Regions from separate parts of the Zea mays genome. Here regions 2 and 3 are each linked to region 1. Evidence: chromatin contacts called from public Hi-C data. All regions are on one chromosome and are shown on one strand. The core of a region is the stretch at or near the end of the contact, and the rest is flanking DNA. Distances in the headings are between cores, read along the strand shown. Region 1 holds the start of LOC103637510. Region 2 holds the start of LOC103637459 (transcription repressor OFP8). Region 3 holds the start of LOC103637435 (protein LAZ1 homolog 2).

Region 1 (4,527 bases), core at 172-2,671:
TTTCCCGCCTTGTGCATTACCATCCATTTTGTTTATTAAGGTTAAAGAAAACATTAAGCGCTAGCGAGCGATGACCCACCATCTAGAGCTTAAGTGTGCTTAAAAGTTCCTAAACATACTCAATCGTTTTATAATATGGCAAAAACTGGAAATGTTGGTCTCGCCATACAAATAAGAGATGAAAGTGTAGAGCAATGTGTTTGGTTGCAGTGACAGGATGGGACGGGATGGGATGATCCTTGAAATAAGGTTGTTTGGTTTAGAGTCAATGGCTAGGACAAGACTATCTCAGTGTTGTCCCAGTTATCCCTCAAAATTAGAGGGGCGAGAGAGGACACCAGGGGACATCCCTGTCCTGGCTGTCCCGCAACCAAACGTAGCCTAAGAGACTACAAATGAATCGAAAACAAATGGGAGATGGAAGTGGGGAGCAGTATAAGCAGTAGTGTAAAATAGGGATATGTAACTGTAGATGTCCATGTTTATAAAGTGAAGTTTAAAATAATGAATAAGAAAGAGGATAAACTGTTGGAAATAGATAGCCTAAATGTATCAAGCATTAGGCTGTCTCCAACAGACACTAGCCAAAACGGACAGACATTCAGGCTGTTGGCTTGCCACAGTAATTTAGCTGGCCATCCATACGTCCGTCGTATCCAACGGAGCAGCTAAAATAGCTGGTTCCCAGGGCGAGTGGCCAGAAGCCTCAGAAGTGGGTCCGGATTGTCAGAGATGAAGGGGAGAAAATGGCTGCCGGCTCTGAACCAGCCAATCTAGCTTTTCTCTCTCATCCCCTCTAAAATAGCTGCTCCTTTTGGCTGTGTTGTTGGAACCTGTTTCTAGGCGCTACAGTAGCACCACGACAGCCATATTGGCTTTGGCTGGCCGTTTGGCTGCTCCGTTGGAGTTAGTCTTAGGGTCTGTTTGGTTGGGCTGTGGCTGCGGAAAAAGTTGCTGTGGGCTGTGAGCTGTGGAAAAAGCTGCTGTAGGCTGTGTGCTGTTAAAAAGCTAAAAATCATTTGGTGGAAACCACTAAAAGTCGTTAAAAGTTCTTCGATATATCTTTTCACAATTCCATCCAAAAGCCACTAAAAGCAGGTACAGGGGTGCTTTCAGTTTTGCAATATGAGAAAGTCGGCTTTTAGAAAAAGCTGCTTCCTAGATCCAGCCCTTTGGTTGACTTTTGACTTTTAGGGGGCAAAAGCCAAAGCCAAAAGCCAAACCAAACACACCCTTAGATGTCTCTCTTTGTTCTCATACGTGAGATGAGACACGAGGTTTTCACAATTTCCTCTTGCGATGTTTGTATTTACAAAAGAACGTCCAGAGCCACAAATGAGTTCTAACCATTATCTTACAGGCCACTTAGCTACGTAATTGAACCCCAAACATACTCATACTACACTCTAACACAAAACTCAAAACATCTGACATACATTAAATTATGTGTTTATTTATCAAAAGGTTTAGAAAGAAAAATAAATAGAAAAGAAACGAACAATATGGGCTTTTTCTTTATTTAGTGGCCCATCTAAAAGCCATTAATTCAGGACAAACCTACGTTCCACCACACCCACACGTTTCTTTACCCTAGCCTTTTCACTGCTCCAGCGAAGGCACACAGTGACACAGCCCGACAGGCGACAGCCGCCGCCGTTTCTTCGTCTCCCATCTTCATCTTCCTCGCAGCGCAGGCGCTCCATCTTCCGCTCCCTCTCCGACTCGCGCTCGGCACGCAGGCGACGGCGGTGGCGGCGCTCAGGCTCGGGCTCTCAGCGACGGCGGGGCAGTCCCAGATTCGGCGGCGGCGTCAGCGGCTCCCCCTCTCTCCTTTCGCCAATCGCCTTGCGCCAATCGCCTTGCGCCTCCGGTCCTCCGCACACCGGCCGGCGACTCTACGTGCGCGCCTCCTGCTCCCCTCTTACTCCGGTGGACAGTCGACGGCGTCCGGCTCCGGCGGCTGCACTGCGCGCCGCGTGCGGCCGTCGGGCAGCAGGAGCCAGCAGCCGCTGCTCCACCAAGGCGGGCGCGCCGCTTTAGTACCGCTTATTCCCCAAACGAAGCGTGACCCGTCCGCTTAGCGCTGAAGCGTGCGCTTAGTGCCGCTATTTGGAATCCTGTTACCTTATATCTCTAGGTTATTTTTGTCCCCTTCCAAGTGCAGTGTTGCTCTCTTGTGATCCCCTGACTGAAGTTCTTAAACCTGTGATTGGACTGAGGACTTTACACATTGCCTCATGTATGCACATACATCTTCAGGCTAAAAGAAATGGACAGATCCAGTTCTGGTTCTTGTGGTCAGGGTGAGTAGTTTTTCCCTATTATGGTGTTTGGAGTTTACTCACAATGAATATATGAATTAAATTTGTGAGGTTCAAGTAGATAAGTTTAATTGTGTTAACAATACAATGTAGATTTCTGTTCGAATTTTTGATGCTGTCTTCGGTGATTCTTGTTGAATGCTAAACATGTGATTTAATTGTAACCTAGTGGTTAGCTGTATGTTGTTCTAGAGTCTTGTACTCACATTAATTTGGAATTGATTGATGTTCTGTTAATAATTGGGGTTGATTTTCACAATGACATAGTTAAACAAATTCTCTGTTTTCATGTTGCATTGGGAACTGGTTCAACACGGATATACATTTAGGAGGACAAGCTGGTTTGGCAAATTAACATAATAGTGATATTCCTTGTAACTCATACTCATCAAATATAGTCATGACTGGGTTGCTAGGCATTCTACTTGAATAACTCCTTGTAACGAAATAAGATGGAGTTTACTGTAGATTGATATGGAAATACTTGACATGCTACATGTTTTGTTTTGTTTCTACTGAAAGTGATGTGATTGAAGTGCATTCTTTGTTTGCTGTCTTTGATATGCTTTGCTGAATATAACATCACATTGCAGGTACAGTGCATCACTGGCTTGTGCTGATTGTGGTTTGGCTTTGTGGAAGCCAGCATGTTGTGTCTCAGAAATCGACACTTGAACCAAAAGATAAATTCCTTCTGTCTGATCCACCAATTGGCCTCTTTGATCCAATAGAGATTTCACCTTCTGTTCTTCCACACAATACTAACCCTGTTGAGCCACTGTCACCTATGTATCCAAATTACACATCCTATGATCCAGTCTTGACTGGAAAATGCCATGTAAATTTTTCTGCACTCTCTTATATCATGGAGAAGACAGCGTATGATTGCTCCATTCCGTTAGCACCACTAGTTGCTGATGTTATATGTTGCCCCCAAGTTAATAGCTTGATGAATATTTTCCAAGCTGCATATGGCAGTGGAAATGGTACCCTAGTTCTCAACCAGGCTTCAGCAAATGCTTGTTTCTCTGACATTATGAACATCCTTGCAAGCAAAGGGGCAAACACCAACATCCCTGAGTTATGTACTCTGAGGCCATCAAATCTTACTGATGTTTCTTGTCCTGTGAAGGATATTAGCTCTTTTGAGAAAATAGTCAACATCAGTAAACTCCAAGATGCATGCAGCAATGTTGACCCACTGAAAGAGTGTTGTAGGCCAGTTTGCCAACCTGCTATAGCAGAAGCAGCTATTCACATATCCTCTGGTGGGGCTAACATGTTCGGAAGTTCTAGCATGCCAGGGAGTGCTGTTGGGATTGATGTTGTTAGCGACTGTAAAGGGGTAGTTCATTCCTGGTTATCTATGAAGCTTTCATCAGAGGAAGCTAATAGTGCTTTCAGAGTATTATCTGGTTGCAAGGTGAACAAAGGTAAGTGATGTCATACTCTCTAGATGGCTAGTAATGTAAGTTTCATTGTTATCATGCACAAAACCAAGTGAATGATTCTTGTTCTAAATGATGTAGTTTGTCCACTGGAGTTTGATGAACCTTCTTCAGTCGTTAAGGCGTGTGGCAAGGCATCATCTTCAACGTTATCATGCTGCGCAGCATTGCACTCTTACATTGGAACTAGGCAAAAACAGATATTTGTCACAAACCTGCAAGCAATTAATTGTGCAACAATGTTTGGATCAATGTTACAGAAAGCTGGTGTGGTGGATGACATTTATGGGCTTTGCGACATTGATTTGAAAGATTTCAGCTTGCAAGGTATGCACTGAAGCACTATTTACTTATCTTAATATTTTATTCATCATGCAACCCCTTTATTAACTCTTCTTTTCTCCTGGCACCATGTAAATGAAGCAGATTTTGGACAGCAAGGTCAGCGTCAACGAATCAACTTTGTCTAGTTCGATCCATGCACTTCCATAGCTTGATGCTAATTTCCAATCTTCACTATTGTAGGCTGTCTACTTCGGAGCTTACCTACAGATATTGTGTTTGACAACGCTACAGGCATTAGCTTTACATGCGATTTGAGTGACAATATTGCAGCACCATGGCCATCCTCATCTTCTGTCCAATCATTGTCACTTTGTGCTCCAGGTAAGAGCAGGCATTCTAATTTGGGTCACAAAAACAATACACTACAATTTTCGAAATAACAACATGATTCTCACTATTTTTAACATGTTGAG
Region 2 (4,500 bases), core at 833-3,332, 410 kb after region 1:
AGCACCACCCGATGGGACAGAAATCTGAGTCGCGGCGCTGGAAGGACCACGCGCAGGAGGGGAGGAGGCGGACGGAGGCGACGACGTGGGTGAGTGAGGTGGAGGCGGACGGAAGCCACGGGCAGTGGACGAAGGCGGCAGGGTGACCTGGAGGCGAAGGCGGCGCCGCGGCGGGGTGGTGTCTTGGAGAGGCGAGCGAGACCGCGAGAGGCGAGAGTTTCCAGCCCGACCTCGCGAGGCTAGGCCAGATAGCCTCGTCCTCTCCCGCGGATTCGGTCGGGATAATGGGCTGCCAAGCGCAATTTTATTTCGCGCGGAGAAAGTTGGGCCCGAGGTTATTTTACCTGGAGATTAGGCCGGGATCCAGCCGTGTTACCGGGTTACCAAAGGAGGCTGCGAGGCACGCCGCCACGCGCGTGCAGCCGTGCCGTGCGACCCTGACGGATCCATGGATCGGGTGGGCATTTCCCATCGCGCGCGCGCGGTTGCCGCGCAAGACAAAAGCCGAGTGCCGACTGCCGAGCACCATCGTTTCGCCCCGTTGGAGTAACCCACCACAACAGCTAGCTCGCAACGAGTCAAGCGCCCGGGGATCACGGGCGGCGCCTTTCCGGCCGTTTCCACCGGCCGGCTATGGTGCTCTCTCTCTCTCACACACAACACACACACACTCACCTCCCCGGTGTGGTCGCGTGATCATCTGTTGGTTCTTCACCGATGCAACGGCTAAAGCGACGCCGAACATAAATGGAGGAGAAAAACACTATCTACTCTGATATACCAAGCAGTTTAGAAAAACACACTGAAAGTCTACAATCAGTTCAGAAAAAAAAACCAAGGCGTTTGTTGCGTGGAGTACACATCAGTACAGAACACTTGATATATCAACGCATCGACAAAAACCCTAACTCAAGACCGTTACCAGCGCACTTGTGATAAACCAATGCGTCAAAGAAATCGACAAAAACGAAACTACTGAAAACAACCATGCAAGTCTCGTCCGCCCAGCCACGAACGTACAAGAGAAATTAATCGACGGCCGGGGGATGGGATTGGACCTTGGACAGTTGGACGTAACAAACCGATCGAGGAACAGACTAGTCAAGCTCAAGCACCACGCGTTGCCAGGTGCTGGTGCTGCTTCTTCCTGCAGCGGCGGGAGGAGGCGAGGAAGTCCGGCGCGCGCTCGTGCCCGGCGAAGACCTCCTCCCAGATCTCGGCGAAGGCGCGGAGGATGAGGTGGTGGTGGCGCGGCGAGTTGAGGGACAGGAACCGGTGCAGCAGCTCCCGGAGCTCCGCGCCGCCCACGATCTCCTTCTCCACGATCATCTGCAGCATGGACCGGCGGAAGTCGCCCAGCGGGTCCGCCGACTCCTTCACCACCGCCACGCTCTCCTCCACCCGCCCGGACCCGCCGCCGCCCTCGCTCACGGTCCGGCGGTGCCACTGCTTGCCGTCGGTGCTGCCGGCGGAGTGCAGGAAGCGGACGCTGCGCTCCAGCTCGTGGAGCTGGCGCAGGAGCGCCGACAGGCTGGGCGTGCTCTCCTCCATGCTGCTGGGGCCGTCGTCGGCGGTGGTGGTGGTGGTGGTGGTGACGGACGAAGACGAGACCGAGAACGAGGAGGGAGCCGACGACGTTGTCGTCGCCGGCCTGCTCCCTCCTCTTCTCGTCGACTCGGTCGTGACGGTGGCGGTCGACGTGCCGGTGAGCGGAGTGGTTGACGCGGCGGTCTGCGGCGTGGCGGTTGGTGACTTGTCGGAGGAGCCATCGGAGATGGAGACAGCCTTGGTGCCGCCGCAGCCGCACATGAATAGGCGGGCCTTTTTGTTGATGCACAGCCCGCCGCCGCTGGCACCGGCACCGCGCCGGCGCGACATCAACACCCTCATGGAAGGGCTTATGCTCTGGCGGGGGCGGGGGCGAGGAGTGTGGCTGCGCTCGTTGGCTCGTGCAGTGGGTATGTATGTTGCGGAAGGAAAGGGCTGCCGTGGGCTGGGGCGAGGAACAGAGAGGCCTAGCTTAAAAAGAGCGAGCCATAGATACCGGCCATATATGTGCACGTTCGTTGCATCCGGATCAGCGAGTGAAACGGCTACACTAGTGTCTTCGTTTTTTGAATGGACAGGATCTGGCAGGTGCAGCTGGTGCGAAATTTAAAAAAGGGTTAGATTAAAACCCTAACTAAGCGCAAACTCATCTGGTGAGACCACCGATGCCAGACCTTTTTCACGTCCCTCATAAACTGTCGCAAACAAGACAGGAGTACAGATCGACGACATACATGGTAGTAGAGATGGCCAAATGGACCGCCCAGCCAGGGTACGGTGAAGCCCGGTCCGTTTTGGGCTCGGCCCGCTAGGCACGGTTACGAAACCGGACCGGGCCGTATAAGCACGCGTGCTCAGTTTCCTGTCCGGGCTCGTTCCACAGCGGGCCGACCCGTTTAGCACGAAAAATCGGACCGAAAAGCAGGTCGGTAAGCACGTTTTAGTGTAAAAAGCGGGTTTAACTGGCTTAGAGGTAAACGGGTCGTGTCGAGCTAGCCCACCGTGCATAGTTTTCTGTCCGAGCCCGACCCGCTTATTCGTGCCGGGCCGGGCCGGGCCCGCATAGAACCGGGTTATGTCAGGCTCGGACCGGGCCCAAACAGCGGGCTTCGTGCCGGGCTCGCAGGCCTCGTGCTTATTGGCTATCTATATATGGTAGTCAATCTCTGAGACGAAATTTAATTTACATTGAGTAGTGCATGGATGTTCTAGTGTTAATTTTATGAAAATGTTGCTTGGCTTGTCAAAAGCCTGCCTAGTGAAATATAGAGCGCGGACAATACAGATAACCAACTCGGTTTTGTGACGACGATAACAGGTTTGCCGAGTTGCCGTCACTAATGAATTCGGTGAAACCATGCAAGGATGAATTTGAAAAAAGACAGAGACCATATGCATGGTAAGGGCATCCAGCGTCTTACTCTTATACAATGGTAATTACTTGATCCAATCATACGCGTGTTAGTTTACATCTCTCATTTCCGTACCCCTAGCTATCCACCACAGACGCCCACTTATTTGGTCATAGAGGCTATATGTTTTATTATATTTCATTTTTTTCACTTACTGATCTCTCTTTTGTTTTTGGGTACCCTTTTTTAAGCCCTTCAAAAAATACCCCCATCTCCAAATATGTATATTTTTTCTTACGAAAAGCTATTTATATAAGTGCCCTCAAATTACAACTATTTGTTCAAACTTCATGCATGCATTCCGTAAAGTTGTAGGTCCTCTTTATTACTCTTTTGTAAAGATATTCTTCTTGAAAAAGATTTTTTTTTTCTATGAGGCATTCGAACATCCTTTTCGTACTCTTTTTATGGCACTTATTTGAGGTACTCTTGGAGATGTTCTTAAACATCTAAATTTATCGTGACGACTGGCGAGTAACACGTGCTCCACAAAGAGTTGACATATTTAGATTTATTTGTGGTAATGCAGCTGAATGACGAAAATTATTGAAGATCAAAGAGACGGGATGCAGCGGTGGAGCGGATAGGACGTGCCTCTTGTTTGGAATATAATATAAGTGAATTGTCCACGTCTTTCTATCAGATTAAGCTGGTTGGTGTATGTAACTTAATATGATATCAGATCTAGAAATCTCGCGTTTGAATACTGGTAAGCACAATTAAATAAAATAATTATTGTTCGCTCCTATATTCCACGTCAACAAGAGACCCAAAAAAGGCTCGACGTGAGAAAAACGTTGGAATATAATATAATTAAATTATCAACTTTTTTCTATCATCTTAAACTTTTAGGTTTAATTGATTGGTACATGTAACTTAATACTCCTTACCGCTCCTGAGCCTATGGATTTTCATTGAAACATCTCATAAAATTTAAAATGTACATTGTGTAATGTAGAAAGGACCTCTATATATACTATAGCAGTTTAGTTTATTCTCTCCTAAATTTTGTTTGGCTCTGTGTCTTGTTGAGGATATATAGTTAAGCTAGCTTTTGGAATCAGGAGGACCCTACGAACATCCTGTTTATTCCATGGCACTATGGCAGGGCCTACACAACACTGATGTGCGATGCCTTTTAGAAAAAACTACACGCGGGCTAGGATAGCTAGGGCGGCTTTGCCCTTGTCCTATCTGCATCTGTTGACACATTTCCATCGCTCTAGGTAGGGTGTCATTAGCCCCTTGTTGCAAAGGATAGGAGGATTATTATCTAAATTAAATACAGTATCATTTATAGGTACCCATTTGTATTAACGTTCGCAGGAACAGGTGCCCCCGAAATATGCGGTCGGTAATTGCTACTGAGTAGGCTAGCTTATCCCTTGTTATGATGAACGATTTGTTGTGTCCTGATAATTGTCACCATCATTACTAGTTTGCAGCGCACACTGCTGTGCATAAGAGTGTGTTTGGTTGGACGTACAACGCACCTTGAGAAAAAACAGGAATCTTTTAAAAAAAATAAGCTGTCAAACTA
Region 3 (4,631 bases), core at 1,424-3,923, 430 kb after region 1:
CGTCTTTTGTTTGTCGTAGTCGTCGTCCTTGTGGGAAGAAGTAGACTCGTCACTGTCGTAGTAGACGATCTCCTTGATACGTCTTGTCTTTTTCTTCTTCCCATCTTTACGTCTGTGGCCCGAGCCAGAGTCGTTGGATTTGTCATCTTTTGGCTCGTTGACGAAGGACTCCTTTTCCTTGTCGTTGATCACGATTCCCTTCCCCTTAGGATCCATCTCTTCGGGCGGTTAGTCCCTTTCTTGAAGAGAACGGCTCTGATACCAATTGAGAGCACCTAGAGGGGGGGGGGTGAATAGGTGATCCTGTAAAAACTTAAACTTATAGCCACAAAAACTTGTTAAGGGTTAGCACAATAATTGCCAAGTGGCTAAAGAGGAGATCTTGCACAATACGACAATCACAAAGAATTCAACACAGAGAAGACACGGTGATTTATCCCGTGGTTCGGCCAAGTACAAAACTTGCCTACTCCACGTTGTGGCGTCCCAACGGACGAGGGTTGCAATCACCCCTCTCAAGCGGTCCAAAGACCCACTTGAATACCACTGTGTTTTGCCTTGCTTATCTTTATCCCACTCGCGAGGAATCTCCACAAATTGGAGTCTCTCGTCCTTACACTTAAGATTCACAAAGAAGCACGGAGTAAGGGAGGGAAGCAACACACACAAATCCACAGCGAAATGCGCACACACACGGCCAAGAATCGAGCTCAAAGACTATCTCAAAGTTCTCACAAGAACGGAGCTCGAATCACTTAGAATGACAATCGGATGCACAAAGACTGAGTGTGGATGATCAAGAATGCTCTAAGGTTGCTTGGTGTATCCCTCCATGCGCCTAGGGGTCCCTTTTATAGCCCCAAGGCAGCTAGGAGCCGTTGAGAACAAATCTGGAAGGCCATCTTTGCCTTCTGTCGTCGGGCGCACCGGACAGTCCGGTGCACACCGGACAGTGTCCGGTGCCCGATTCCTTTCCTTAATTGGCGAAGCCGACCGTTGCAGATCTGGGAGCCGTTGGCGCACCGGACATGTCCGGTGCACACCGGACAGTCCGGTGCCCCCTTCCGACCGTTGGCTCGGCCACGTGTCCCGCGCAGATCGCGCGGCCGACCGTTGGCCCGGCCGACAGTTGGCTCACCGGACAGTCCGGTGAATTTTAGCCGTACGCCGTCGGTGAATTCCCGAGAGCGACCACTTCGCTCGAGGCAACCTGGCGCACCGGACACTGTCCGGTGCACCACCGGACAGTCCGGTGCCCCAGACCGAACCAGCCTTTTGGCTGTACACAGCCAACTCTTCTCTTTTCTTCTTCTTTCTGTTTCTAACACTTAGACAAATATATTAGTACACAAAACCAATGTACTAAGACTTAGAAACATACCTTTGCTCTTGATTTGCACTTTGTTCACCCATGGGCATAGATTCATATTTAAACACTTGTGTTGACACTCAATCACCAAAATACTTAGAAATGGCCCAAGGGCACATTTCCCTTTCACAGTGTCCGGTGCTCCAAGGAAGAGCGGCCTCAGGAACTCGCCAGCCTCGGGAATTCGCTTCGGCTGCTCCGCTATAATTCACCGGACATGTCCGGTGTACACCGGACTGTCCGGTGTAACAACGGGGCAACGGCTACTTCAGGCGCCAACGGCTACCTGCAGCGCATTTATTGCGCGCCAGCGCGCGCAGAGGTCAGGCACGCCCATGCTGGCGCACCGGACATTCTACAGTACATGTCAAGTGCGCCACCGGACATCCAGGCGGGCCCAGAAGTCAGAGCTCCAACGGTCAGAACCCAACGGCTCTGGTGACGTGGCTGTCGCACCGGACATGTCCGGTGCGCCATTCGACAGACAGCCTCACAAAACGGCTAGTTTGGTGGTTGGGGCTATAAATACCCCCAACCACCCACCATTCATGGTATCCAAGTTTTCACACTTCCAACCATTTACAAGTGCTAGGCATTCAATTCTAGACACACTCAAGAGATCAAATCCTCTCCCAAATTCCACACAAAGCTTTAGTGACTAGTGAGAGAGATTTGCTTGTGTTCTTTCGAGCTCTTGCGCTTCGATTGCTTTCTTATTTCTTGATTCTTTCTTGCGATCAAACTCACTTGTAATTGAGGCAAGAGACACCAATCTTGTGGTGGTCCTTGTAGGAACATTGTGTTCCAAGTGATTGAGAAGAGAAAGCTCACTCGGTCCGAGGGACCGTTTGAGAGAGGGAATGGGTTGAAAAAGACCCGGCCTTTGTGGCCTCCTCAACGTGGAGTAGGTTTGAGAGAACCGAACCTCGGTAAAACAAATCCGCGTGTCTCACTTCACTATTCGCTTGCGATTTGTTTTGCACCCTCTCTCGCGGACTCTATTATATTTCTAACGCTAACCCGACTTGTAGTTGTGTTTATATTTGTAAATTTCAGTTTCACCCTATTCACCCCCTTCTAGGCGACTTTCAGTAAGGGCCACGACGTCGGCTACGGACCCCGACCGGGCTGTCCGCGTGGAGCAGGCCGTGCCGTGCCGGCCCACGTGCCTGGCCAGCGGCCCAGACACGGCCTGCTCCACTGGGCCGTGCCAGCCCGGACCCATCCCATACATGCCGGGCCGGGCGCGAACCGGGCCAAAAAAAAAACGGGCCTCGGGCCGGGTTAACGGGCCCGTGCCTCATGTACATCTATAGTCGTCGTGTCCTCATTCAGCCGTGCAGCCAGTGGCGGTGGACCGGAGATCTCCCTCCGCTCCAGCTCCGATTGGTAAGGATACCCCTCTTGTACTTGCGTGGATGCGTTGTTCGTCTCCTTCTCTCCCTGCCGCCGCCACTCGAATCCATTAATTGTCCCCTCTGTTTATATTTTTTGTTGGGGGTATTTGAACTCCAATCTGTCCAACATGTGGCGGGCTCAATTCACTTGCCGCGCCGCGGAGTACTTGATCTGCAGATGATCCCCCCACCCAACTTCTTCCGCCAAGTGTTACTCGGGTGTTCCCTCCCCTCCCCTGTGGCCTGAGAGCTGTGCTGCAGAGCCCAAGAGAAGTCGTTGGTGCAGACAGCCTTGGATTGGATGTGGAATGAGGCGATGGCATCTGACGGATCATCATCCTCTACCTTCCGGGGGTTGTACGGCAACGTCCACGGCCCGGCGGTGCTCACTGGCGCGCCGTTCGCGCTCGTGGCGCTCCTCATCTCGCTCTGGCTCATCCTGCAGCACCTCAGATCCTACAGCGATCCAGCTGTAAGTAACTAACTGATGTTCATAGGGATGGCTTGTTTGTTGTTATCCGTGCGTGCTGCTGGACGATTGTGCTGATGCACTCTCCTGCATGCTGGAATCCTGCAGGAACAGAAGTGGATCATAGCTGTGCTGTTCATGGTGCCTGTTTATGCCTGCGAATCGGTAAGCACTAGCAGCTAGCGGGTTTGTACGTAGTTTGCAACCCATCAATCTTGAGTTCTTGACATGAATTGATATCCAATTTCCTCCTTCCAGATAATCTCACTGTGGAACTCGAAGCTCTCTCTGGCCTGTGATATATTACGGAATTGTTACGAAGCCTTTGCTCTGTACGCCTTCGGACGATACTTGGTGGCTTGCCTTGGTATGTAAAGCAGCTGCACAGTAATAATCTGCATATATATATATATATAATCACAGAATCTTTTCCGTTAGTCCTCTAGAGGGATCGAATCGCTGTAGTGTAATCTTGTGATGATCACTGATCAGCTACGTACACATCTATGCTCTCCCCACAGCTAGAGTACTGGGCTATATTGTCACAGAATCTTTTCCGTTACGGCCTATATTGTCAACACGCTTGCGGTATCTATTGGGCCCTCAAACTGGAGTACTGGGCTACCTCGTAGAATTGAGAGACGGATAGAGATGTACACAAAAAAAGGTGTCGTGCAGTAGTACACTCGACGGCCCAATAGGATCTCTGGTCAGCCCAGTCCTCTTATAGGCCGGAGTACTGTACTCATCTGTATTTGGGTATCCCATCGTTTATAGGCCGGAGAAAATTGGGGAAAAGTTGTGTAGGTATTGAGAAACCCTAAGGCCTGGTTTGATATAAAGAATTTAGAGAGGATCCACGTGAAGAAAATCATTTGTTTTGAATAACCCTAAGGGCTAGTTTGCAAATCATATTTTTTCACAGGATTTTCAATTTTTAAGAGAAATTAGTTCATTTTTCCTTGGAAAAATAAGAATCCTTTGGAAAATGTAATTACCAAACTAGTCCTAAAATTGAACTAATTTCTCTTGAAAAATAAAAATCCATTATAAAAATGGAGATATCAAACTAGCCCTAGGACTGTTACATAATTTATATAAAGATGATCATTTGGGGAAAAAAATATAGCTTTCACATGCGTTGGATGCTTATGTAGATACGTATGTGATATAAATATAATGATAGAGACCACGATTACTTCGTGAGGTTAGTTTCCATCTAAGGCTTTGTTCGATTAATATCATTACCTATGGATTGGATGTGATTGAAAAATTAAGAAAGAGTTTGACTTACTTAGGATGATTTAAACTCACACAATCTCACTCAATCCACATGGATCGAGAGCTAACCGAACAAGCTCTAATTATGACGAGCTAGCGCATAGCAATACAATTA

What was found. A called contact is a pair of places that touch in the nucleus more often than the background predicts.
Region 2: a Hi-C map of ear shows a contact between it and region 1, with 2.3 times the contacts expected there. The contact joins the promoter of LOC103637459 here to the promoter of LOC103637510 in region 1. A contact is called at or near these places in 2 of 25 Hi-C or Micro-C datasets (ear and tassel).
Region 3: a Hi-C map of tassel shows a contact between it and region 1, with 2.7 times the contacts expected there. The contact joins the promoter of LOC103637435 here to the promoter of LOC103637510 in region 1.

The regions. Positions count from the first base shown.
Region 1 is chr1:83,407,172-83,411,698 of Zm-B73-REFERENCE-NAM-5.0, reverse strand. It overlaps LOC103637510, which reads left to right and starts at 1,421. Exons shown (of 7, transcript XM_008659683.4): 1 at 1,421-2,303; 2 at 2,915-3,754; 3 at 3,851-4,096; 4 at 4,193-4,210; 5 at 4,295-4,435. The coding sequence starts at 2,270. It also overlaps the pseudogene LOC118473061.
Region 2 is chr1:82,998,618-83,003,117 of Zm-B73-REFERENCE-NAM-5.0, reverse strand. LOC103637459 (transcription repressor OFP8) reads right to left here and starts at 2,082. Exons shown (of 1, transcript XM_008659648.2): 1 at 779-2,082. The coding sequence starts at 1,890. The coding sequence ends at 1,108.
Region 3 is chr1:82,981,418-82,986,048 of Zm-B73-REFERENCE-NAM-5.0, reverse strand. It overlaps LOC103637435 (protein LAZ1 homolog 2), which reads left to right and starts at 2,673. Exons shown (of 5, transcript XM_008659634.3): 1 at 2,673-2,758; 2 at 2,945-3,238; 3 at 3,344-3,400; 4 at 3,494-3,602. The coding sequence starts at 3,068.